Regions from separate parts of the Mus musculus genome. Here all the other regions are linked to region 1. The links are chromatin contacts, called in public promoter capture Hi-C maps. All regions are on one chromosome and are shown on one strand. Each heading gives the region's core, a stretch centred on a gene start, on an enhancer-like site or on the middle of the called end of the contact. The rest is flanking DNA. Distances are from core to core; before and after follow the strand shown. Region 1 holds the start of Nlk (nemo like kinase). Region 2 holds the start of Crlf3 (cytokine receptor-like factor 3). Region 3 holds the start of Suz12 (SUZ12 polycomb repressive complex 2 subunit). Region 4 holds the start of Utp6 (UTP6 small subunit processome component). Region 5 holds the start of Git1 (GIT ArfGAP 1). Region 6 has its middle 7.1 kb from the start of Mir365-2.

Region 1 (3,650 bases), core at 798-3,297:
CTGCATTAAATATATTCTGCTGAGGACTAGTATAAAGCAATCAAGCTGGGGGTCAGCTGTTGACACCTGCTGTAATTGAGCAGCCAATCCAAACTACCACACTTGAGATGGCCAAGGTCTTTGTAGGAGGTATTTCACACATTTACCTGCTGATCTTACACTCAGTAGCTCTCTGAGTGAGGTTCTTGGAAGGCAAGTTCATCAGTCTGCAAACTTGTGTCACTCTGGAGAAAATGCTCCACTACCATTTGACATGACTCAAAAAGCACGGGCCTAGAGTGCCAGTGCACTAGGCCTCATCGTCATCCAGGAGGATGGCTCCCTCAAGTTGAGTGGAAAAGCTCGCTCTACTTTGGTCAAGATGGGAGTAAAACCAATGAAGCATGGCTTGCCCCGTAAGAACCATGTGGAGTTGTGGTTTTGATACTCACCAGACAACGCCAAAGGCTCCATATCCAATTGGTCTATCCGGCTCAATGTCCAGCTGCTGTTGCGGATGATGCGAGTGCTGATGATGGTGCGCCTTAACTGTAGCAGCTGCAGCAGCCTGTACCTGAGCTGGGGCTGCTGCGGCTGGCCCAGGAGCCTGACCCGGTGCCGGGGATGGGAAATATGGCTGTTGTTGCCCAGGGTTTAACATGGCTGCGGCTGCAGCTGCTGCGGCGGCTGCCGCAGCTGCCGAAGACGTATGCTGCTGGACTGGGTGTACGGCAGCAGCCGACCCCGGATGAAGGTGGTGTTGAGGGTGGTGGTGGTGGTGAAGGTGAGGAGGAGGAAGGTGTGGAAGGTGGTGATGATGGTGGTGGTGGTGACCTGCTGCAGCTGCAGATGTACCGCCATTGTAAGCCGCCATCATTTTTGCGTTGGCTCTTGTGCCACAAAGAGACATTCAAAAAAATGCCCTTTGATTGGAAAGCAAACTGGGTCAAGCTGTCATTTGGCCATTTAAAAAAATGAAGAAAAACCACTCACTCCACCTCAAAAAACATAGAGCGGAACTGGCTTTATGTCTTCATCGGTCAATCCAGACAAGTTTGACAATCTTGGGTGTTCGATTTGGGGGTGAGAGTGTGTGGAAGGGTATGGGTTGTCAAAATAAAAGTTAAGAACATAAAATAAGAAGAAAAAAAAAAGGAAAAGAAAAAGGGAAAAGGGCCCCTTCCCCCCAGGATTCCTGCCACAAGTGGATACTAAAACTCCATTCTTAATGGGGGGGAGGTTCCAACTTTGAATGTGGGAATAAAGGCCAAACCTCCCGACCCCCTGAACTCCGCACACGAAAAGGATCTGGTAACACGCCACCCTTGGAATCTTGTAAGAGGGTTGACTCATCTACCCCTTCCATTCCCACATCCTTTTCTAAACACCTCCCACCTCCTCAAAAACACAATTAAAAAAAAATTCCAACCACTCTAAATCAAAAAAGATGAGGGGAAATTATCAGGGAAACCAGCTTCCAGCTTCCCTCCCCTCGAACTCTCAGGCCTTCCTACATCGCCCCCTACTCCGAGTCTGGTTGACCTGATTGGGGGGACTGAGGAGATGTACCAAACTTTCCTAGGCAGAATGAGCCAGGGAAGGAGGCTGGAGGAAGAGAGTGAGGCGAAGAGGCGACAGGCAGGACAGAAGAGGAGAGAGAAAACCCCGGCAAAAGTGAAGGGAAGAAGGTGCAGGGAGGGAATGAAAGAGCGGTGGGCAGTACTCGGACGCCCAGACACAGGGAACCGCCCCGGAGGAGGTTAGGGTCCCGGGGCCAAAGAATAGGAGCCCCGGGAAGCGGGCGGGGGACGGTCGGAAGCAGGCTGACTCCTGCCCCCGCCGCCGCCGGCTTGTGCTGAGGAGGGTTGGGGGGGAGAGCGGGTGGGTCCCCCGCGCGACGGCCCCTGCAGGGCTCAAGGCTGCTCCGTCTCCCCCCCTCCCCCCCACCCGGCTTCCGTGCCCACGGTCGCTTTCTCCACAGCCGCCGTGACCGCTTTCTCTTCAGCCGCCGCCTTCTCAGCCGCCGGTGCCGCCGCGGCCGGACTCACCTCCCCTAGCAAAGCCGGATAGAGCGGAGCCAGCGGCGGACACGCGCAACCAGCCGCCGAGGCCCCGCCCCCGCCTCACACTGACCGGCTGCCCTAGCCAATCCACGCCCACCTGTCCGCGTCCGCCTCCAATCCCTGGCCGGAAGCTTCAGACAGGCGCACTGGTCGACCAGTGGCAACCAGGTGTGGGTCTCCTGGGGAAATCCCGCCCCCGGTTCAGGATGGGCAGACAGACAGACCAATAAAAAGGCAAATCTTGGCCTGACCGACAAGACTGAAAGCCAATTAAAAATCAAAAATCTCCGTGACTTTTTTTTTTTTTCTTTCGCCTCTCTCCTCTTTTCTTTTTCTTCTTTTATTTTTTTTTTATTTTTTTATTTTTGGAAAGAGCAGGAAGCTGCGTGCTAATCCCGCCTGCAAGAGCTAGAAGAGAGGGGCGGAATGAGGAAAAAAACCAATCACGAGCCAGGAACAAAGAACAGAGAAACCAATCCTTGGGTTGAAGACTAAGTGGGATGGAACTGAGTACAAATAGATATATAATTGGACAAATGGGGGAAAAAAGATTGACATAGGTCCCGCCTTTCGTATGTCCCATTGGATAGCATTGTGGAGAATTTGCTGTCATATCGGAGACGACATCTTCAGGAGGCGGGGCTAAGAGAGAGGTGTGGTTTTGATGTGGGCGGGACTTAGGCGGAGAAGGCGGAGTCTAAATTATCACTGGTCCATTGATAGGAGCCATCTACAACTCTTTCTAAGGTACAAGATATGGGAAAAAATAGAAGGAGCAAAAAGGCATGTTAAGCTTCAAAAACTCAAGGTTTCGTAATACGAAACAAAGTAGACTCATCAGTTAAGCTTGATTTTGACCAAAAAGAGGCTTTATTTTCAGTATACCAAGACTGCAAAATTTATACAAATTAAAAACCAGGGGAAAAAAAAAACACGTTAAAGCCCCTAAACAGTAATAATCTCCCAAAGTTTTCTGGTCAAGTAAGTTCCATTCATTGAAATTTTACTAGAAGAACATCATTCTTTGATATTACTTTGCTTAACCTAAATTTATTCTTAAATACTAGGCTAACAGACATTCTTTTCAATAAAACTGTGTATCAAAACCTAGAGGCCATTTTTGATTCCTCTTTTGCCTGTCCACTCTTCCCTTTCCTATCAAGAAAGTAGTCTTAAACACCTTTGAGCTCCTCTCCACTTCTACTCCTCAATTTGCATTACCTGACTGTAACACCAATAGTGTATTTAATGCATCTCCCTGCCTACAGCTCCCTGATGGGCTGTTGAGGACATAGTAAACTTTTCAGCTCCCATCATCTGTAAAAGGTGAAGTACTGCCTGTAAAATTGTTGGTTAAACCAAGAAAGAAGGCATAGAGAAATTTCAGCAGAAAATATGAGCCCATGAAAAAAATCCCAGGATCATATGAACAATGATATATTCCAAAGTTCCAAAGTTCCAAAGTTCAACATGGTTTTGAAATATAAGGAATTGACTTGGGTTGAGTTCCAGAGAAGTTTGTCATTGACCCGTGTTCATAGAAATATGTAGCCAGATGTTGCGGCACATGCCTTAAATTCCAGCACCTGGGAGGCAGAAGCAGGTGGA
Region 2 (3,650 bases), core at 431-2,930, 1.4 Mb after region 1:
AAGAAAAAAAAAAACCTGAGTGGTGGAGGCTAGCAAATATTTGAGTTCAAGGCCAGCCTCGTCTACAAAGCAAGTTCCAGGACGGTCAGAGCTACACAGAGAAACCCTGTTTCAAAAAAAATAAATGAATAATTAAAAAATTAAAATTTAAAAATGTTCGAGGGGGTGGTGTGGGAGGTGACTAAGATAAAATACACTGTATGCATACATGAAATTCACAGACTAAGCAGTACTATATAAAAGAGGGTATTTTAAACCTTTTTTTTTTAAATCCTAGATTTTCAACATTTATTTCAAAATAGCAGAAGGAATAATGCAGATTCTTTCCAAAGGAAATCCAGATGTCTGCATTGGAAGACCTTGAAAGTATTCACCAAATCAGGTTTAAATCATAAGTCGTATCTGGATTCTGATCCTAGTTCTAGCTCAACTGTTGATGCCTGGCCTACACCAGCTCTAGAGAGGTTTAAATTATTAGCAATGACAATATTCGAAGATTATCGCAGCACTACTTCACCATTTTCTGCTTCGGCACAGCAGCACTGGAGTTACCAGTGTGACGGTACCCTACAAAACTAGGCCTAGAGAAATTCTAATGAATTTCCATTTCCTCAAAAAGCATTAACTAAAGCACTTAATAGTAATGTGAGGATTATCTATCTTATCTAGCATTAGCAGGGGCTTATATCTTTTTCTGTATACCTTTGAGAGTGGAGAGGAGCCATGTGGCTTTCCGCTATCTCTGTTCGACCTTTCCTTGTGGAGAGATAACTGCAGTACTTGAAAGTGTATTTAGCCTCTTCTATTACCAGTCCTCTCTTAAAATCTGTTTTTCCATTTCCCTTCACCTTTGTATACCCTCCCTGAAACATCTTGTTTTGCTCCTTCTGCCCTTCAACATCCTTCACCTTCAGTTCTAGCCTGTCTAGAGATTACTCTAAAAGGTTGTTCAAGGCGTTCGGGATCTTGTGAGATGTTCAAATAACAACCCCCCCCCCCCCCCGTCCCCATTCATTCGGCATTAAGGTCACTGCTGCTCAACCTCTCCATTTCTCCTTACTTCTTCCCTCTCCCTCTACTTCGTCTCCACCTTTACTGTCCCCAGGTCAGTGCCCTCAGGCTTTCTAAACCGAGTTATCTGTCGCAGGTTTCCCCTGACTATGCCCTCTTCCTCCCAACTCTCTTTTCCGATCTTCACTCTGCGATCCCTCGGGTTTTGCTCCCGTGGTTCATCCTCGGACACCACCCCTACGCTCACCAAGTGCCCCGCGAGGCGGCTCAGGAGCGCTCCCCAAACTCTTTCTCAGTCCGCCAAACTTATCTTTCCCTTGAAGAACTCTGCAGGACCCACCTCCCCATGTCACGTCTCCCACAGGTCTGCGACCCACTTCCTCTGCTGAGCCTCGGGGCGCCCCCGCCGCGCGCGCCCACCCTCCGGCCCGCGCCCTCTAAGGCCCGCAGCGGCCCTCCGACCTGCCTCTGCGCCTCCCGCAGCCCCTGCAGCCGCTGGCCCAGCTCCCGCCGGTAGCTCTGCGCCGCCTCCACGTTCTCGCGGGCTTCCTGAAGCAGCACCTCGGGCTCCGGCTCCATCGCGCCCTTCATCTGGTCGCGCGGCCCGCCGGATTCCCGACTGCGCCTAGCTCCCGCGAGCGACCCCGAGCGGCCTCGCGCAGCGGAAGCGCCGCCCCGCCCTGCCCTGTCCTTCACGCCCCGCCCCCGCTGCCGCTTGATTGACAGACGCCGGGGGGTGGGGGTGGGGGGGACACAGGCACTAATGGCGCCTTGGTCTGAGTGAGTGAAACCTGCTGCGCCGTCTGCTCAGCTCCTCCTCCGGCCTCTTTGCTGCGCCCGCCTGGACACTTCCTCAGGAAACAAGTGGAGGCTAGAGTAGAAACACGTGAACACGTCTCTAAGTGCTTCCCACTTCTTATCTTACTGCACTACTTATCTGCCCTGCACAGTGGAGGAAGTGGAGGGACACAGAGGGGGGATCTACTCTCCTAAACTCAGTGCATGATCTCCAGGGCCGAGGCTACAGCTCTGGGCCTTAAATCGTCGCTGTACTACCTTCCTAGTAAATGCCAGCTGAGGCGGGAATTTTGGGAGGATACTTGACCCAGGCGCCACTACCTAGATACTCTTAGGAGGGAGGTGAAAGAGAGAGAGAGGCCCAAGTGATGACCAGCTGTACAGCAATCTTGGCAGAAGGCCAAGGCGAATGATGGCACGTTTTCTTCGGTAAGGGCCTCCCGATAAATATCTGCTGGCATGTGATAAAGTGTATGTTTCGCTGTATTAAGTAAATGGGTGTGACCATGTATAGTAAAAACAAGAGGAGCCGCTTGCTCCTGTGTTTCAGCCCTAAGAGAGGCCGGGGAAGGAGGGTTGCTTGGAATGGGGAGCAAAAAAGGCAGATTGGACAACAAGGATGTAAAAATAAACCTTTCAATACAGAATTTTAGATATGGCATAATAACTTTCACGTGTCACAACATGGTCTTTGTAATTTTCCCCCCAAACTATTAAAACGGTAAAAAGTGATCTGCTGAAAAGCCACACTAAAACTGGTTGGATTTGAGTCCTTAAATGAGCCATAAGCCCAAGGTGTGTAAATTGTCCTCAGCAGGATCAGACACGGTACAGGATTGTCTCAGGATTATGCAATGGATCTGTATTAGAGGCCAGATCGAAGATGTTCCAGGTCAGACTGTTCTTCCCACATGGGCGAAACATAGGGGCATACCCTCTACTCCCAGCTCTTGGGAAGATCTGGAACTCAGAACAGTTATCTGGTTGTTACGTAGTGAGTCTGGGAGAAACGTGAGTGATATAAAACACTGTCTGGAAAAAAAAAAAAGACACTTTCAAAAGTAGGGAGGGGGAGTTCCAGGCCAGCCTGGTCTATAAATAAATAAATAAATAAATAAAGTGGGGAGGGGAAGGAAGAGAGGAGAAGAAGAAATAAAAGAATACTTGAAAATAAGGAAAACAGCTGGGCAGTGGTGACAAACCCCTTTAGTCCCAGCCAGTGACAGGTAAATCTTTTGAGTTTGAGGCCTAAAGACTGAGTTCCACAATGGCCAGGGCTACACAGAGAAACCGTAATCTTCAAACAAACAAACAAACAAAAAATGAATAAATAAAATAAGAAAGTAAAGAAAATAGAAGGAAGCCCTTTTGAAAGAAAAATGGAGAGAGTGGCCAGAAGAGCTGTTTTTATCCTAAAGATAACATAGCCTAATACTTAGTAAATAGTTGGTATCTGCTAAATGAATTAAGGCATTAACCATGCGAGTAGAAAACAGTAGGACAAAGTAGGAAAGACAAACTTAAGGATAGGAGTAGGAGGAGAGTCTAATAAATATATGGACAAGAGTTGCTGAAAAGATAGAACAGAATACTATATTTGCAGGTAAAGTTTGGAAGGAACTACAGAGATGCCTCAGTGGTTAAGAGCTTTGATTGTTCCTCCTGGGGAGCCAGGTTAGATTCCCAGCACTGACATGGTAACTCAGGACTGTCTCTGATTCCAGTCATGGGGAATCTGACCGTCTTTTCTGGCTTTTGAGAGTACCAGGCATACACATAGTGCACATACATACATGCAGGCAAAACACTCATAAAATAAAATAAAAATCATGTTTTGGGGC
Region 3 (3,650 bases), core at 420-2,919, 1.3 Mb after region 1:
ATTCAGACCCTGACTGAATTTCCTAACGCTATAAAGCAATACCGCAGCTAAAACTCCAGAAACCTCGGTGGGGTGGCATTCATCAGAGACGTTCTTCAGAAACATAAGGGGGAAAAAAACCCACCATATACCTATTTTGCAGTAAGAAATATTCTTAAATACAGACTAGTATAATGAGAGCATTCTAAAGTTTCTTCTTAATATAAAACATAACGTGGGGTTGGACTTACAGCTCTGCAGTTGAGAGCACTGGCTGCTCTCTCAGAGATCTCTATTTGATTCTTAGCACCCACCCTAGGCCTCACAACCACCTGTGACTCCATTTCCAGGAGAGGCAACATCCTCTTTTGGCTGTAAGGACCGCAGCATACGACCTTGGTGTAGACTTAGGCACAGGGTTCCTCTGTATAGCCCTTGCTGTCCTGGAACTCACTTTGTAGACCAGGCTCGCATCAGAAATCTGCCTGCCTCTGCCTCCCAAGTGCTGGGATTAAAGGTGTGTGCCACCACCACCGAGCATAAAAACATTTTTAGAAAGTTAAAATATAAGCAATATAAGCTGGTTATTTTGTCTAACTTGAAATCCAAGTTATTCAGAGTAAGCCAATTTGTACCAACAGACTTAGGTCGGGTCTGTTTATCTTTTTTTTTTTTTTTTTTTTTTGGTTTTTCGAGACAGGGTTTCTCTGTGTAGCCCTGGCTGTCCTGGAACTCACTTTGTAGACCAGGCTGGCCTTGAACTCAGAAATCCGCCTGCCTCTGCCTCTGGAGTGCTGGGATTAAAGGCGTGCGCCACCGCCCAGTTTATCTATCTTTTTAAACAAGACACTCAAAACACAGCGTTCCTCACAAGCTTTTGGCAGTACAATAAATAAAACTTCAAGAAATGTCTTTACTTCGAATCACCTATTTGTCTCAGAGAAAATGAAGTATCTACTTTGCTCGCATCGTGTTGAGAAGCCACAACCCAATTCCACAGAATCCCAAAACCTCACATCACTTAACAAAACAAAACCAAGTCTCCTTAATTTCTGAGAAACGGCCGCCACAAAATAGGTCGCTCCCTTTCGTAGGCGAGCCCTTCACGTCCGACAACCCAGTGGCTGCGCTAGGGGATTTCGGCCATGGGTGGCTTGGGGCACGTGGCGGCCAGGGGATCCGATCTCCTCCTGCCTCAGTGGAGATGAGACTGAGCACACAGCACCCCCGGGGCAGGTCACTTCCTGAGACCACACAGTCTCGGGATCCGCGGTGGACCTCCGCTCCTTTCAAAGGCCCCTTCGCCTTCAGTTTCTCAGTCACCCGCCTCTCTCTCCAGGGGACCTCTGCCCCCCTGGGGGCGGCGACTGACGAAGCTCTCAAGGCGAGAAACGGCTCCCAAAGCCGCTCGCGAGTCCCCCTCTGCCCACAATGCACCGGGACGAGCAGGAAGGCCGCTCCGACCCCTCATTTTCCCGCGAATTCAGTTCAAAGAGGCGTCCGGGCCCGCGGTCGGCAGCGCGCACGGGCCAACCAAGCCGCGCCTCCGCGAGAAGCGCCTCCGCGTGACTGACGGGGGACTCTGCGGACCAACGGGCTGGGCGGCCCGGCGGCGCGCGCTCCCGCCGGCCAATCAGAGCGCCGGGCGGGGAAAGTGGGCGGAGCGAGGCCAGGGTAGGGTGAGCGGCCTCCGAAGCGGAGCGGGGCTCGGAGGAGACACTTTTTTTTTTTCCTCCCTCCTTCCCTCCTCTCCTCCTCCCTTCCCTTCCCCTCTCCTCCCCTCTCTCCTCCTTCCCCCCTCGGTCCGCTGGAGCCTGCTGGGGCGAGCGGTTGGTGTAGCAGGCGCGCTCACTCTCCGGGGCCGCCCGGCGGGTAGCTGGCGGGGGGAGGAGGCAGGAACCGCGATGGCGCCTCAGAAGCACGGCGGTGGGGGAGGGGGCGGCTCGGGGCCCAGCGCGGGGTCCGGGGGAGGCGGCTTCGGGGGTTCGGCGGCGGCGGTGGCGGCGGCGGCTTCGGGCGGCAAATCCGGCGGCGGGGGCTGTGGAGGCGGCGGCAGTTACTCGGCCTCCTCCTCCTCGGCGGCGGCCGCGGCGGCGGCGGCGGGGGCCGCGGTGTTGCCGGTGAAGAAGCCGAAAATGGAGCACGTCCAGGCTGACCACGAGCTTTTCCTCCAGGCCTTTGAGAGTGAGTGTGAGCGGCTTCGAGGGCAGGGGTGCCCCTCTCCGGCGTTCGGGGCACGGGGCACTCCGCCGGGTTCTCGGAGAGTCCACTTGCTTTGGGAGTGGAGGGAGGACTCGCTGGGGAACGCCGGGGTCCCGAGCAGGTCCCTGACTCCCGGAAGGGTCGCCCCGGGGCCCCCAGGTTCAGAGCAGCCTTGGAGGTGGGGACGTGACGGTTGAACTGAGCGCATATAGATCCCGAGACGAGTTGGTGTTTTCGTTTGTGTCTTCCTTACTCCACAAGTACAGGGATTATAGTTGTAGGTTTCGGGGGGACGAGACACAGCCTGTCCGGAGATGAGTGTTGTAAAGCCGAGGAAATTGTCATGGGTCTGAAATGCGTTCGTACCCACTCTGGCTGCGTGTGAGTGAACACGCAGCATTTGAAACCTTTTAAGCTTTTCAAACCTTTCCGCCCATTTTATGGGTGCGTAGACTGAGAGAGACAGAATGGGGCAAGCGTCCTCTCCGTGGACAACCTTGGAGTTGTTTCTTAATTCCAGAACATTTTTTTTTTAAATCCCGGTTTTTCGTTTTAAAAGATGCGTGGAGGGCGAAACTGACTTTTTTGGAAAGGGGATCACACAGTGCCTGGAAACAAACAATAGAATTTATAAACATTATGACTATAAATAAAATTGTTACTAAGTGGGCATTATATCCTGATGGTTTTGCACCTCTTTTGTGTAGATAGTGGAATTTAGCAATCTTCTAGCTGGGTATTTTACGGCAACTTGAATGAAGTCAGCTTTGCCGTTGAATCTCTTTATTTACACTATATCCGTGGCATATGTTATGGGCTTTGGTATCAGCTGTGCTTGGAAAGACGTTTTACATTGTTTTAATACTCTTCCTTCATTTTCATTGATTCTTCGTGAAATTCTTATTGGAATTTAATACAAATCATTTCGATTTTTGAATATTGAAACAGATAATTGGTCATGCTTCAGAGATCGTTATTCTTTTGCTTAATATACTTTTACAAAAATCTGAAAAGCTTTTAAATATAATCAGAACTGAAGGACAGTAATGAGAATAAATACACTTGTTTGTACCTCTTCTAAGACATCTCATCTCCTTTTACTTTAACTTGAAACTAAAACTAAATTGAAGATTAATTGGAAATTTAAAACTTTCTAAATGTTATGAGAAAACCAATCCTCTAGGAAGGTTTTAACTACTAGCTTTCAATGAAATCCACTTGCAAGAAAACAGTTACCATTAAGAGTTAGATCTTTTTTTTACCCCTAATACTTAATTCAGTTTCTAGACATTAAGTTCTTAATGTAATTATTAATATAGGTATTTGTAATTACATTACCATGTCTTAAAGAAATGTGATTCTGGTAGTTATCTAATATTACTGGAATGGGGGAGTTGTAGGAAGATATATTTCAACTATTTAACCTAAGCCCTTTATAATAATTTAAATTTTAAGCATTAAAAATTGTT
Region 4 (3,650 bases), core at 634-3,133, 1.3 Mb after region 1:
ATTTCTGTAGAAAACTGCTGTGAAGCTCACCACTGTCTGATTTAAAATTCTTGAAGGGAGCTGGGCGTGGTGGCGCACGCCTTTAGTCCCAGCACTTGGGAGGTAGAGGCAGGTGGATTTCTGAGTTCGAGGCCGGCCTGGTCTACAAAGTGAGTTCCAGGGCTACACAGAGAAATCCTGTCTCGAAAAACCAAAAAAAAAAAAAATTCTTGAAGGGAATTAAAAAGCTATAGACTCACTCACTTGAACATAGTTGATAAAGTCTTCCTTGAGAAGGGTTCTCCGATGTATTTTGTATTCTAGGTCGGAAGCCTTCTTGATGATAGCCCTGCAGAGAGAGCAAATTACACTGTGACATTTGAGAGGTTAAATGTGATTTTTATTTGGGATATACCGAAAACGGACATTTAACAGGAACATCTAGTTCCTGAACACAGTTATCTTCCACAGGCAAAGCACGCATTCTCTTACACACTTACTCTATGCTGTTACACACTTACTCTATGCTGTTAAGAACATCCACATACAGTTTTAAACTTTCAGGAAAATCACCTCAGTTGCCAAGATCATTACTGTTCCCACCAGCAAAGTAAATAATGCCTAATGCTTTTTATTATTTATACATACTAACAAAGATTTCTCCTCCAAATTTAGGCTACTTAGGGGCTTGTCTTGGGGTGTGTGTGTGTGTGTGTGTGTGTGTATGTATACATTCTCTAGAATCAAACTCAAGGCGTTGGCATGCTAAGCAAGCACTCTGCAATGCTCTTAGCTTCAATGCTTAGGTTTTTGTTAACCAAATCTCTATCCTAAAATCTTGGGTCTATTTTCAGCATGTAAATTCTTAAAACCTAAATTGTCTCTAACTAAATATTACGACAAAGGAGTGAGCATACATGTGTTCTAAGAAAAACAGAATACTCAAGACAATATTTAAGAATGGTAACACATTTAGCACCGCGCCCCCCTTGTTTTTCCAGACAGGTAGCACTCACAGGGATCCGCCCACCTCTGCCTCCCAAGTCCTGGGATTGAAGGCCGGTGCCCTGACTCCGGGCAACATTTAGCACTTTCTAAGCGTCCTCGCGGTGTTTCCTAACGTTTTTCTTTGCGGATCCTACACTCACACTACTACTGCACTTTTATCTAGAGTCATAGAAAAGTAAACTGTTACAGAAAATCACTAAAAGTAACTGATTTTACCAAATTACCAAATGCCAACTATATTCCGTGCCCTGTGGCAGAGCGCTAAAGAAGCATAGGAAATGAATTGAATGGTCTTCAGTCTATAAGTTTAGTTAGGGAGACCTACCCACTCCCCCTGGGCTTCCGTGGCGCTGTACTCGACTATCTAAAGCTGTATACCCCAAACTTTTAAACTATAACCATTTTCTAATCGGAATTCTCCCGCCATTCACACTGCCCAGTATCCTTGACGGGCTAGGATCCTGGCTGGATCACCTTTACGGCCGCAAGACCCTGACCATTGGATGACGGTCAGTAGGAAGGGTAAACGGACTGATTATGGATCGCATTGCAATACGTTAAAGTTGAATTCTGACCGTGGTCAAATTCCAGCCACGGACTTTTCCCTCTGCTAGCATGGTAGCTACAAACAAACTCAGAAAAGTCAGCACGCCGGTCCCCGCCACACACTGGCCTCAAGCTCCCCTCCGGCCTCCCCGCTCCTTCCTCTTCCCTGATCCTCTCTCACTTAATCTCCGCGTGACTGAAGAGTCCGATGCGCTCCAGCTGTTCCAACTCCGGGATTCGATCTTCTATACGTTCCTGAATTATCTCCGCCATGAGGCTGGAACTTCACAAGCAGCCGGGCGGCCGATAAGCGTAGAGAACAGCCACCTTTCAGCCTCACTCTTAGTGATTGACTGAACGTGCTTCGTAAGTCCCGCCTTTTCCGCTTCCGCCATTGGGGAGCCCCTCTTTTCTAGCGAAGCCGCTGTCGCCTCCCTGTGGTTGACTATAGGATTGCAGCAAGAACCTTTTCCGGTCTGGGAATGCATCTTTTGCGGGGGCGGGGCTGGGGGCGGGGCTAAATCCTCGCGCCTCGGAGACCGGAAAAAGCTCCTCCCGGAATACCTGATAGGAGCTTTAAGTACGCTACCTGGAAGTCATTTGTTTTTATCATGCTCCTGTCGCAGGTTCTCGCTTCTCGTCACCGAGAACACTGAAAACTAAAAAATGTAACTGAAGACGATATTGTTAATTATGCAAATTCGATGAGGCTCTAAGGCTGCGGACCAGCTGCCCTGGTCTTAGTCGGCTGGCTTCACGAAACCAGTATGGTAACCGTGCATTTTCACGTCCCAATGAAAGCCTCTGAATGGTTGGTTCTTTTTAAAATGGTGAGAAAAAATGTATTATTTAAATAATTAGGGCCATCGTGCTACCTAGCCTGGCAACCTAAATTCGGTAGAAGGAGAGCACTGACTCCTGCAAATTATCCTCTGATCTCAACACGCGTTCTATGGCGCGTGTGCCCGCCCACGTGAATACACACACGGTTTTTAAATTAAAAATAAATATCTTGACCTATGTAGACAAAATACTTCAAAATTTTAGGCACTGGATAAATAGCAGAAACTGTCATTTGTTTTAGAAAACAATGAAAAGTTTGAAAGTTGGTGAAATAGATCAATATTTACACAGATCTTCCTTACAACATTGTCCAAGCAAATTAGTGTTTCTAAGAGATCCACCTTGGAAGCAACATTGCTGTATAATTACTACCACCTTAAAAAAAAAATCTGTGGTTCCCTTCTCTGTTAAGTTCTGGAAGATGATAAAAAGCCAAAGCAGGGCTTCTTGCTAGACCTGTTATTAGAACACTCACGTCGTTACCCCGGTCTTCTACGTGATTTATGAGAGGGAACTAGACTTCATAGTCACCCAGAGCCACCCAGCTCCTTGCTTTCCTTCCCTTTCTGTTTCACATCTTGTCCCACTGGCCTCAGAACTGACACAAAGGTCAATGTGAGCTTCATCACTTCCCAGCCCTTTCAGATCTAAGATCTGAGACATGGAAGGAAATCATGTATGTAAATTAAAGATGCAGTTTCCTTGTAATAGTAACGCAGGACTTGTTGTTATTAGTCAGAATGGGGATGACTGTGAACAGCAAGTCCAGTGTGGGCAGGAAGCTTGTAATAATAAAAAAAAAAATCAACAAATAAATGCGCAAGTGTAAGGCATTTATAACGTTTCTTTAAGTTCAAGGAAGTCAACAAGCCTGACAGATTGTAATCCTTCCTTTCCAGACAAATTTGACAGAGAGTAATGAGCTAACTACAGTTCTTTGTTGTTTTTTTTTTTTTTGGTTTTTTTTTTTTTTGCTAACTACAGTTCTCAACTGTGCTCTCCACTGTTGTTTTGATATTTAGCTGTTATACTTATCTTGCCTTAAGAATTACTATAATAAAAATGACAAAATCGTCTCTTCACCTCAGCCTGTCATAATAACAGCTGTCTCACTATGTGCCCAGTACTATGAGCAAGGCTGTGATCTTCATGTGAATCACATGAATGTTTTATTTTTGGTTGTGAGCCTAGCCTTTACAGGCTGAGCCATCTCTCCAGCCCAGTGTTTTATTCATTTAGCTGACCCTGGTGGTGAACACCTTTAATCCCAGCAT
Region 5 (3,650 bases), core at 443-2,942, 1.2 Mb before region 1:
CACGAAGCCCAGGTCGCTTTCCCTTTGGTCTCAACGCCCTGGCTGCCACGTGCTCCAGACGCGCCCACACAGCGAAGAAACAAAGGCAGCCAAGCGACGGGGCTGCCAGCAGCTGCCTCGACATTTAATAAATGAAATTCCATAGCTGGGGGTCGATCCGGGGTGAACGGGCGGCCACTGCTCCTGGGCTGCGCGCCCAGTTTCAGCTGCTAGACTGCTTCCCACCTCCATTGCTGCGGCCACCAAGCCTACAGACTCTTGGGTATGAGTGCAGCATGGTGTGGCATGACCACCACCCTTTGCTGGCAGAAGCCCCACCTGCTGAGCTACTGGTTGGGGGTGGGGGGTGTCTGCAAGATTTTTTTTTAAGGTGAGATTATAAATATATCCTGTGGATCACAATTTCAAACAAACTTGTCAATCTGGGTTGCAGCAAAAGGCGATGGAACTTTGCGTGTATTTTGGGTGGTGTGACTCATAAGCATTACTTGTCTCCCCCTAGGGAAGGAGCCTGCCCACCCACAAGTCACTGCTGCTCTGGCATTGCTGGGAGAAATAGACCCACTCAGACACCCCTAACCAAGGACTCCCCTCAAACCTCCGTTTTATTACTGAGCAGGAATCCCTAACACCCAGGAATCTCCCTTAACTCTGCCACCGCTGACCTGCCCCTTCCCCTACGAGCGCGCCGCCGCCCCTCACCCCCCCCCCCCCAACCTGGTGTTGTGTGCTTTTGCCCTCTCCATAAGCTGAGTTCTCTGACAGCCCTTTTGCGGCTGTAGGGGTGGGGGCTGGGCACAAACGGGTCACACGTGTATGGGGGAGCATGCTCAGTGTGGGGTGCACCCACGTGCAACATGCACTTTAGTTCCTTGCTCCCCCCACCCCCGTCTCCATGAGAAGTCCAAGAAAAAAAAAATCCTTACAAAAATTGGCTCCTGTTATAAGCATATGCTTAGGATACATACACACCCGTCGGGCAGCCCGGAAACATCGTTGATGTACACGAAACAGATAGCAAGTTATTACTGGTGCACACAACACTCTTAATAATCACCCAGATTCTTTGCTTTCCTATTTGAAACAAGAATGATGTATTTTTAGTCCCACAGAGAGGGAGTCACAGTTAAGTGACCTCTCGGGCACCTGGCCGTCCATATTGGTGGTAGTGAGTGTACACCGCAGGGATATGGCCACAGACCCACCTGGACACACTGACTTGGACACAGGGGACCAGAACACACACCTCACCCCAACCCAGCCTCTGACCGCTAGGAGCATTGTGCCTGGGAATGCTTCCTGTCCACCCCGATCCCCACCACGTCCGTCTCTCGGTTTTTGGGCCGAGCGTCCCCTGGACCACTCCCCAATCGGAAAGTGAAGGTCAAAGTGCTAGCGTGTGTCTCGGTTGCAGACCAGGCGGGCGCGGGCCGCGGCTCCTTTAAGAACCCCCGTCCACTCCCGCCTGCGCGCAGGCTTCCTTTCTCCGAGAGGCTCAGCCACGGAGCTGAGCGGAGCGCCGGGGCGGGGTGCGGGCCGCCCCTCCCCCGGTGGGCAGGGCTTTCACTGCTTCCTGCAGGAGCGGCCTGGGCCGCGCAGGGGGCGGGGAGAGCGGCGAGCGGCGGCGGGGCGGCGCGGGGCGGCGCGGGGCGGCGCGGGGCGGAGGGCGCCCGAGGGCGAGCGGGCGGGCGGGCACGGCGGGTTCCGGGCCAGCCCCGGGGGCGGACGGTTGGCCGCGCGCGCGGAGCCTCGCCGGGGCCTTGCGGGAGCCGGGCCGGGCCGCAGGGCCGCCGCCGCCGCCCGGGCCCGCCGCCCGCGCCCCCCACGCTGGCCCAGAGGGCTGCGGCCGCGTCGCCGCTGAGGATGTCCCGGAAGGGGCCGCGAGCGGAGGTGTGTGCGGACTGCAGCGCTCCGGGTAAGCGGCGGGATCGGGTCGGGGGCGGGACCGCGCCGCAGGCCGCCGCCGGGCGGGCGCCGAGGCCTGGCGGGAGCGCTGTGCCGGGCCGGAGGGCGGGGCGGGGGCCACTGCGGAGCGGCGTCCTTGGCGGGAGGGCCGGCTGCGGGGGGCGCTGTGCGTTGGAGCCGGTGAACGGGAGGGAACCGCCTCCCACCTCCATCGCGGCATCCAGACGGAAGCGCCAGCCTGGTGTGGCAGGAGGGCTGTGGCGGAGGCCGGCAGGCTGTGGGAGGTGGGCGCTAGGATGGTTTGTGTCATCCCTGCCACCCCCGCGTCTTGCACCTGCTGCTCACATGGCCCGCGTGCCCGCCGGAGCGGTGGAGGGCAAGGGGCCTGGATACGAGCTCCTAGGGAGCACCTGACAGGGGCAGCTACTCTTAAGACTCCCCGCCCCTGCTTCCCAAGGCTGGGGCTGCTTAGAGGGCCCGGTGTTCAGGAACAATCTAAGCATGGGCATCTTCCCCGGAAGCATCTCCAGGCCTGCTGGTGTCTGGGAACATCTAGACTCAGCTTTTCCTGTTCCGGGTAGGCCTGTTGGAGAAGGTGTGCTAGGTATTGGTTCAGTCTAGACGCCGATCCCTCCTGGTCTCTAGCTCATTGGATAGGAGAAAGCGGTGAGGTTGCTTATGCTCCCCTGGTCCAGCTGACTCCTGAGCGAACTGGACTTACACACTGCTTCCTCCCTACTAACCAGCAGAGTGAGTCGGTCTGAGCTGCTGTGAAAGCCCCCTTGGCTTGCTGAGGAAGTGAAGGGAGGGCAACAACTCACCAGGCTGGTCCCTTCTCTGGGAGGACACAGCCGTTGATGGGACTCAGCAGCTGGCTGGAGGCAGGAAGTTCTGGCCTTTGCCCATCCTCTATAAAAGAAGCTGTGTCTCCATACAGTCTCGGGGTCTTATGGACTCTGGGTAATGAAGATGTGATTAGGTGAGAGTGTGGAGTGCTGATATGCAGGCCCATAACTTGTAGTCACCCCTTAAAATCCCAAGATCTGACCGTGAGCCCAAGGAATGATGGTCCTGTAATTCTCATGATCTAAACTGGAGTACTGGGAGTTGTGGGTAGTTGCAGAGTCATGAACATGGGACACCTTGTAGGTGACTGACCCTGAGACCTCCTTAGGATATGTCACGGTTTGGAGGGTCCTAGAAGATCCGTTTACAGATGGACATCCATACCCCTAGTTAGCTGGAAATGACGACTCCCTTTCCCCGGTTGGCCTTGAATGGATGAGCGGTGTGTCTGTGGAGCCTAGCAGGCCCCATCAGGGGAGCCAGGGTCAGGTAGTAGCTTTGTTTCCAGCTTATTCTATGATGCTTTGCTCACTCTGGGTCTCAGGTGGAACAGAAATGGATTTTGAGGACCCTTGCATTTCCCAGTCTACATTCTTGGTTCTGGAGCAGATAGAGTCTGTGACTGGCTGGCTGCAGCCTCTGGACACCCAGTCGGTGCTGGGAGGAACAGGGTGTGTTAGATGTTAGGCCACTGAGCTCATAGCCCCCATCCTCATGTGACAGAGGCAGGCCTGCCTCAGGATTCTTTTCTTTTCCTCTCTCTGATGCAGAATGCAAATTACTAAGCAGATGGGCAGAGCGTTGACAGTCTTCCTCATTATCCCACCTTAGCACCTAGTGTGTAGTGTAGTGATTGCCACGTGGCAGCCATTCCCCAGGTACAAGTGTTGGTCTTTGTC
Region 6 (3,650 bases), core at 507-3,006, 1.0 Mb after region 1:
GCCAGAGAGATTTACCTGTAATCAGCTGGTTGGGGTAGGGTTGCCAGAAGTGCCTATGTTCCAGAGGAGTCCAGTGATCACTACTGGAGATGGTTGGAGGAGACAGGTCCGTGGGAGGGGCAGGCTGCTGTCTGACCTCTTACCACTGACCTGGCTGTTGTGGGCTTCAGAACACAGAGGCAGGAAGAAACTATGTCTTTGCTTTTGGAAGTTTTGTTTTTGTTTGCTTGGGGACAGGGTCTCACTGTGTAACGCTGGCTGGCCTGGAGCTCACTGTTGCTTTTGGAAGTTTGAGTGCAGCAGATCCTCGCAAGCAGGACTTAAGTATAAGCAGAATGTCCGGTCAGTGTTCCTGGCCAGACCCTTCCATATCTGTGAGAAGTCAGCAAATCACTAGCTCTACCCTGTTAGTGTGGAGGGTGAGCCCTCCCTTCCCAGACTCTCGGACACATTCACTCACCCACCTTCACGCTCTCTCCCGCAATCTGGTGACAGCAAGTGCTCATCTTTGGCCAGGTCTGAGAACATGCATTCGCGCACTCACAGTAACCTTGGCCAGATTTTGAGTGTTGAAACATCTGGCAAAAGGAGCCCATCTCCACAATGGCTCTTTTCTATAGACACAGGCTTGGGGGGGGGGGGGTGGGCAGAGCCGGAACTCAAGGAAAGGGGTCTTGGGGTCCTAACTTAGATATGAGGGGTGGGAGTGGAGCAGGGGGTCAGCTTCTGAAAATAGAAGTAGCTAGAAAACCAGCCTCTCCTCGCCAGCTCCCGAGTGGGGGAGGGGCTGCTGCCAACCTCCCCTGGCATTCTCCCTGTCTGTCCTCCTGGTGGATTTTGTTGTAATTAGACAAGTTGTGACAAATATCCCATTGCTTTTCGGGCCGGAGACTTGAGAGAGCCCTGCCTGGAAACCCAGCCTCATTCACTTGGAGCCATAATTAGGCAAGAGAACAGTTCATGGGCCTCTGATTCAATAAAGACTCTTTTATGATGTTGGTTTTTCCCAGAAAAAATAATACCACTTTGCTCCATTTATTGCATTTAATGTGTAATCATATTAGAGGCAGGCAGCCCAGGGGACTGAAGTTACGTATGTGGAGTTTTTTCACCAACGTCTGTCCATGTCTTCAGAGAGAAGCAGTGTCGCCAGCAAGAAAGAAAAAAGTGACTGGGGACATTGTTGAAGGTCTTTGAGGATTTTTCTCTCTTGTCATTCAAAAAGATGTTTTCTCCCTTCAGGGTGAGAGGTGACTTAGGTTTAAAACCCAGAGAGTGAAACTATTGTACTAGCCCTGGGCACTCCCACCTTGTTGCTCTGGGCTGTCCCATGTTGCTTACCCAAGCAGTATGTGTGAGCCTCAGGTTGCTCCTTCAATGTCCATATTTGCCCAACGAACATGCATGCCGCAGAGAGCCAGAGAAGGTGCCCTCCTCCTTTCTGTAATGCCCTGACGGACCTTAACCACACCACTGGGCTGTAAGCAAGCACGACTGTAGCAGGTGGCTGGGGCAGCTAGCCTTGACTAAATATAGCCTGGAGTTCCCCAGTAGCACTGGGTTTATCAGGCAGGTGTGCCAGGCTGCTGCCAACACTAACAGAACATCTGACCCAGGTACATGGTGCTTAAAGGGTATGCTCTCCCGGGCAGCCCCCAACCCCAGCTATCTCTTTTGCCATTTTGTCCCCAGAGCAGTTCTCAGCCAGACCCAAAGTGTTTCCCAATCAGGGAGTAAAATTACTCCCACAGATCTGCCCAGTGCCAGGGCGAGGTAGAAATCACCAATGGAATCAAGAACTTCTTTCCCAATTTGGGGTTTAGAAATCTTAGGCGATGAGGAAATTGCTGGTAGTCACTTGTAGGAGTCGTCTTAAGAAAGAGGGCTTGACATTTCAGAATGCTGAAACTGGGTTGCAATAAACAGAGAAAATTCATTTAATTCCAGGTCGGGTGGGAGTCACCCCACCCCCAATCCCGAGTCTCTTCAGACATCCTGTAGTGGGGAAGAGCTGTGCATTTTCTAGGAGATGGGTTGTCTTTGTATAATGGGACACATTATAATAAATATTCTTAGTTTGGGCTGACAAAATGGATCAGCAGGCAAAGGTGCTTGCTGCTAAGTCTGAGGACCTGAGTTCGATTTCCAGAACCCACATGGGAGAAGGAGAAAACTAACTCCTGTGATTTGTCCTTTGCCCTAAAGGTGTGTGTGCACGTGTACACACACACAGACACACACACACACACACACACACACACACACACACATGCCCTAAAGTTAAAAAACAATTCTTAATCTACTTTAAGACTATTTTTGGAAATTTATACTTAGGCTTTCTGGGTGTTTTATACTTTTGGAAGAATTTCTGTTATATTTTATATTTTTATTATAATTTATACCCCTCCCACCAAGGAGTATAATTAGAACAACTGAAACCAGATTATCCAATTAGCACATTTTTTTTTTCTAATTAGCTTCTAGGAAGTTGTGATGAGATAAACCTTTTTAGGTTTCCAAATGGAACTTTGGCCACAGGGAGGCTCTGAAGAAGTGCACAAGGGAAAACCAAGAATGGGGTCTTTAAAGTTTCAGCTCCCACATGCTCCTCTGCTCCTGATAAACAAACACAACCCATCAAGTCTGCCCCTCAGACAGCAGCAGTGACCAGAGGAGTTGTGTGTCCTTGTCTGCATTAACCAGAGGAGTGAGTCCTTGTCTGCATTAACCAGAGGAGTGTGTCCTTGTCTGCATTAACCAAGCAGGGGAACTATTCATTCACAACTCCACTACCTCTGATAATACTAACTGCAACTGTCTCCTTTTAGCCATGTTAATAGCTGGTATTTTGGAGAGAAAAGATGTCTGTTGGTATGTATTCATCCAGTGTGTCATTATTGAATGTCTTGTGTTTGCTTTCTTGTATCTACTTGCAACAAAAGCCATCTGGCCAGGGTCAGAGTGCTGCCCAGCCAAGGCCAGGAATGTGAAGTTGAGACTGCACTTCGTAGCCAATGCTGCTGCCACAGACCCACACCCTAACTCCCAAATTCTGAACCCCACAGAACTTTGAAAACCCCAAGTTTCAACTTTTGTAACTAAATCTTTGGGAAAACTTTGAACTAAACCAAACTAACACTATTAGTCTATATTTATCTACCGTGAGGGATATGAATATTCATAAGCCTCATTGTAGCGGTATTAATTAACATGTTTGATTACAGTTGCTGCCCCACTGGGGTGCTGCCTAATGTGTAGCACAGGTGTCATGTTCCAGTCTAAAACCTGGACTGGGTTACAAGCACATCTGGCCTGAGAGACTGTTGTAAGAGACTGTGGCTCTTATTGTAGTGTCCACTTAATTAAGGCAAGAACAGCGATGTGCTCAGAGCTGGGGAGAGTCCACTTTCTAGGGTTCTTTTCTGGCTATGGTAGGAGGCAGCCAGCCTGCAGGCGAGCTGCCCAAATAACCACATTTCTTCTCATGTCAGTGGCTGGGCTTTGCCACATAGCTCTTCTAGCTGCCTGTCACAGGCCTTGCAAGCTCGCTCAGCAGTCTTTGCTTATGTGTCTTTTGGATGTAGCCAGTGGTGCCTGGTGCTGGTGCATGTGAGCAGCCGTGGCTCAGAAGCAAGCAGAAGCAGTTTTTT

The links. Promoter capture Hi-C pulls out the DNA fragments that hold promoters and counts their contacts.
Region 2: a contact with region 1 is called in a promoter capture Hi-C map of pre-B cells, with 2.2 times the contacts expected there. The contact joins the promoter of Crlf3 here to the promoter of Nlk in region 1. A contact is called at or near these places in 2 of 39 promoter capture datasets (liver and pre-B cells).
Region 3: a promoter capture Hi-C map of pre-B cells shows a contact between it and region 1, with 3 times the contacts expected there. The contact joins the promoter of Suz12 here to the promoter of Nlk in region 1. A contact is called at or near these places in 2 of 39 promoter capture datasets (the C10 cell line and pre-B cells), 1 of 115 datasets of contacts at active chromatin or transcription factors (astrocytes) and 1 of 9 other capture datasets (adipose tissue).
Region 4: a promoter capture Hi-C map of pre-B cells shows a contact between it and region 1, with 4 times the contacts expected there. The contact joins the promoter of Utp6 here to the promoter of Nlk in region 1. A contact is called at or near these places in 3 of 39 promoter capture datasets (liver and pre-B cells) and 2 of 9 other capture datasets (adipose tissue and liver).
Region 5: a promoter capture Hi-C map of pre-B cells shows a contact between it and region 1, with 2.2 times the contacts expected there. The contact joins the promoter of Git1 here to the promoter of Nlk in region 1. A contact is called at or near these places in 1 of 39 promoter capture datasets (pre-B cells) and 1 of 115 datasets of contacts at active chromatin or transcription factors (extraembryonic endoderm stem cells).
Region 6: a contact with region 1 is called in a promoter capture Hi-C map of neutrophils, with 2.7 times the contacts expected there. The contact joins the enhancer-like site here to the promoter of Nlk in region 1. A contact is called at or near these places in 2 of 39 promoter capture datasets (neutrophils and pre-B cells), 1 of 484 Hi-C or Micro-C datasets (pre-B cells), 1 of 115 datasets of contacts at active chromatin or transcription factors (large pre-B cells) and 1 of 9 other capture datasets (adipose tissue).

What each region holds. Positions count from the first base shown.
Region 1 is chr11:78,695,378-78,699,027 of GRCm38.p6, forward strand. It overlaps Nlk (nemo like kinase), which reads right to left and starts at 2,048. Exons shown (of 11, transcript NM_008702.3): 1 at 432-2,048. The coding sequence starts at 889.
Region 2 is chr11:80,079,311-80,082,960 of GRCm38.p6, forward strand. It overlaps Crlf3 (cytokine receptor-like factor 3), which reads right to left and starts at 1,681. Exons shown (of 8, transcript NM_018776.2): 1 at 1,474-1,681. The coding sequence starts at 1,602.
Region 3 is chr11:79,991,437-79,995,086 of GRCm38.p6, forward strand. Suz12 (SUZ12 polycomb repressive complex 2 subunit) reads left to right here and starts at 1,670. Exons shown (of 16, transcript NM_199196.2): 1 at 1,670-2,163. The coding sequence starts at 1,884.
Region 4 is chr11:79,960,504-79,964,153 of GRCm38.p6, forward strand. Utp6 (UTP6 small subunit processome component) reads right to left here and starts at 1,884. Exons shown (of 19, transcript NM_144826.3): 1 at 1,715-1,884; 2 at 244-328. The coding sequence starts at 1,806.
Region 5 is chr11:77,491,720-77,495,369 of GRCm38.p6, forward strand. It overlaps Git1 (GIT ArfGAP 1), which reads left to right and starts at 1,693. Exons shown (of 20, transcript NM_001004144.1): 1 at 1,693-1,915. The coding sequence starts at 1,864.
Region 6 is chr11:79,717,470-79,721,119 of GRCm38.p6, forward strand. No RefSeq gene overlaps it. Among named protein-coding and RNA genes, the nearest start is that of Mir365-2, 7.1 kb to the right of the region's middle. Within about 2 kb of position 1,757, at least 41 of the 459 cell types and tissues checked have an H3K27ac peak or open chromatin away from gene starts, as enhancers often do. A contact at or near this core is called in adipose tissue and neutrophils, where this site is marked.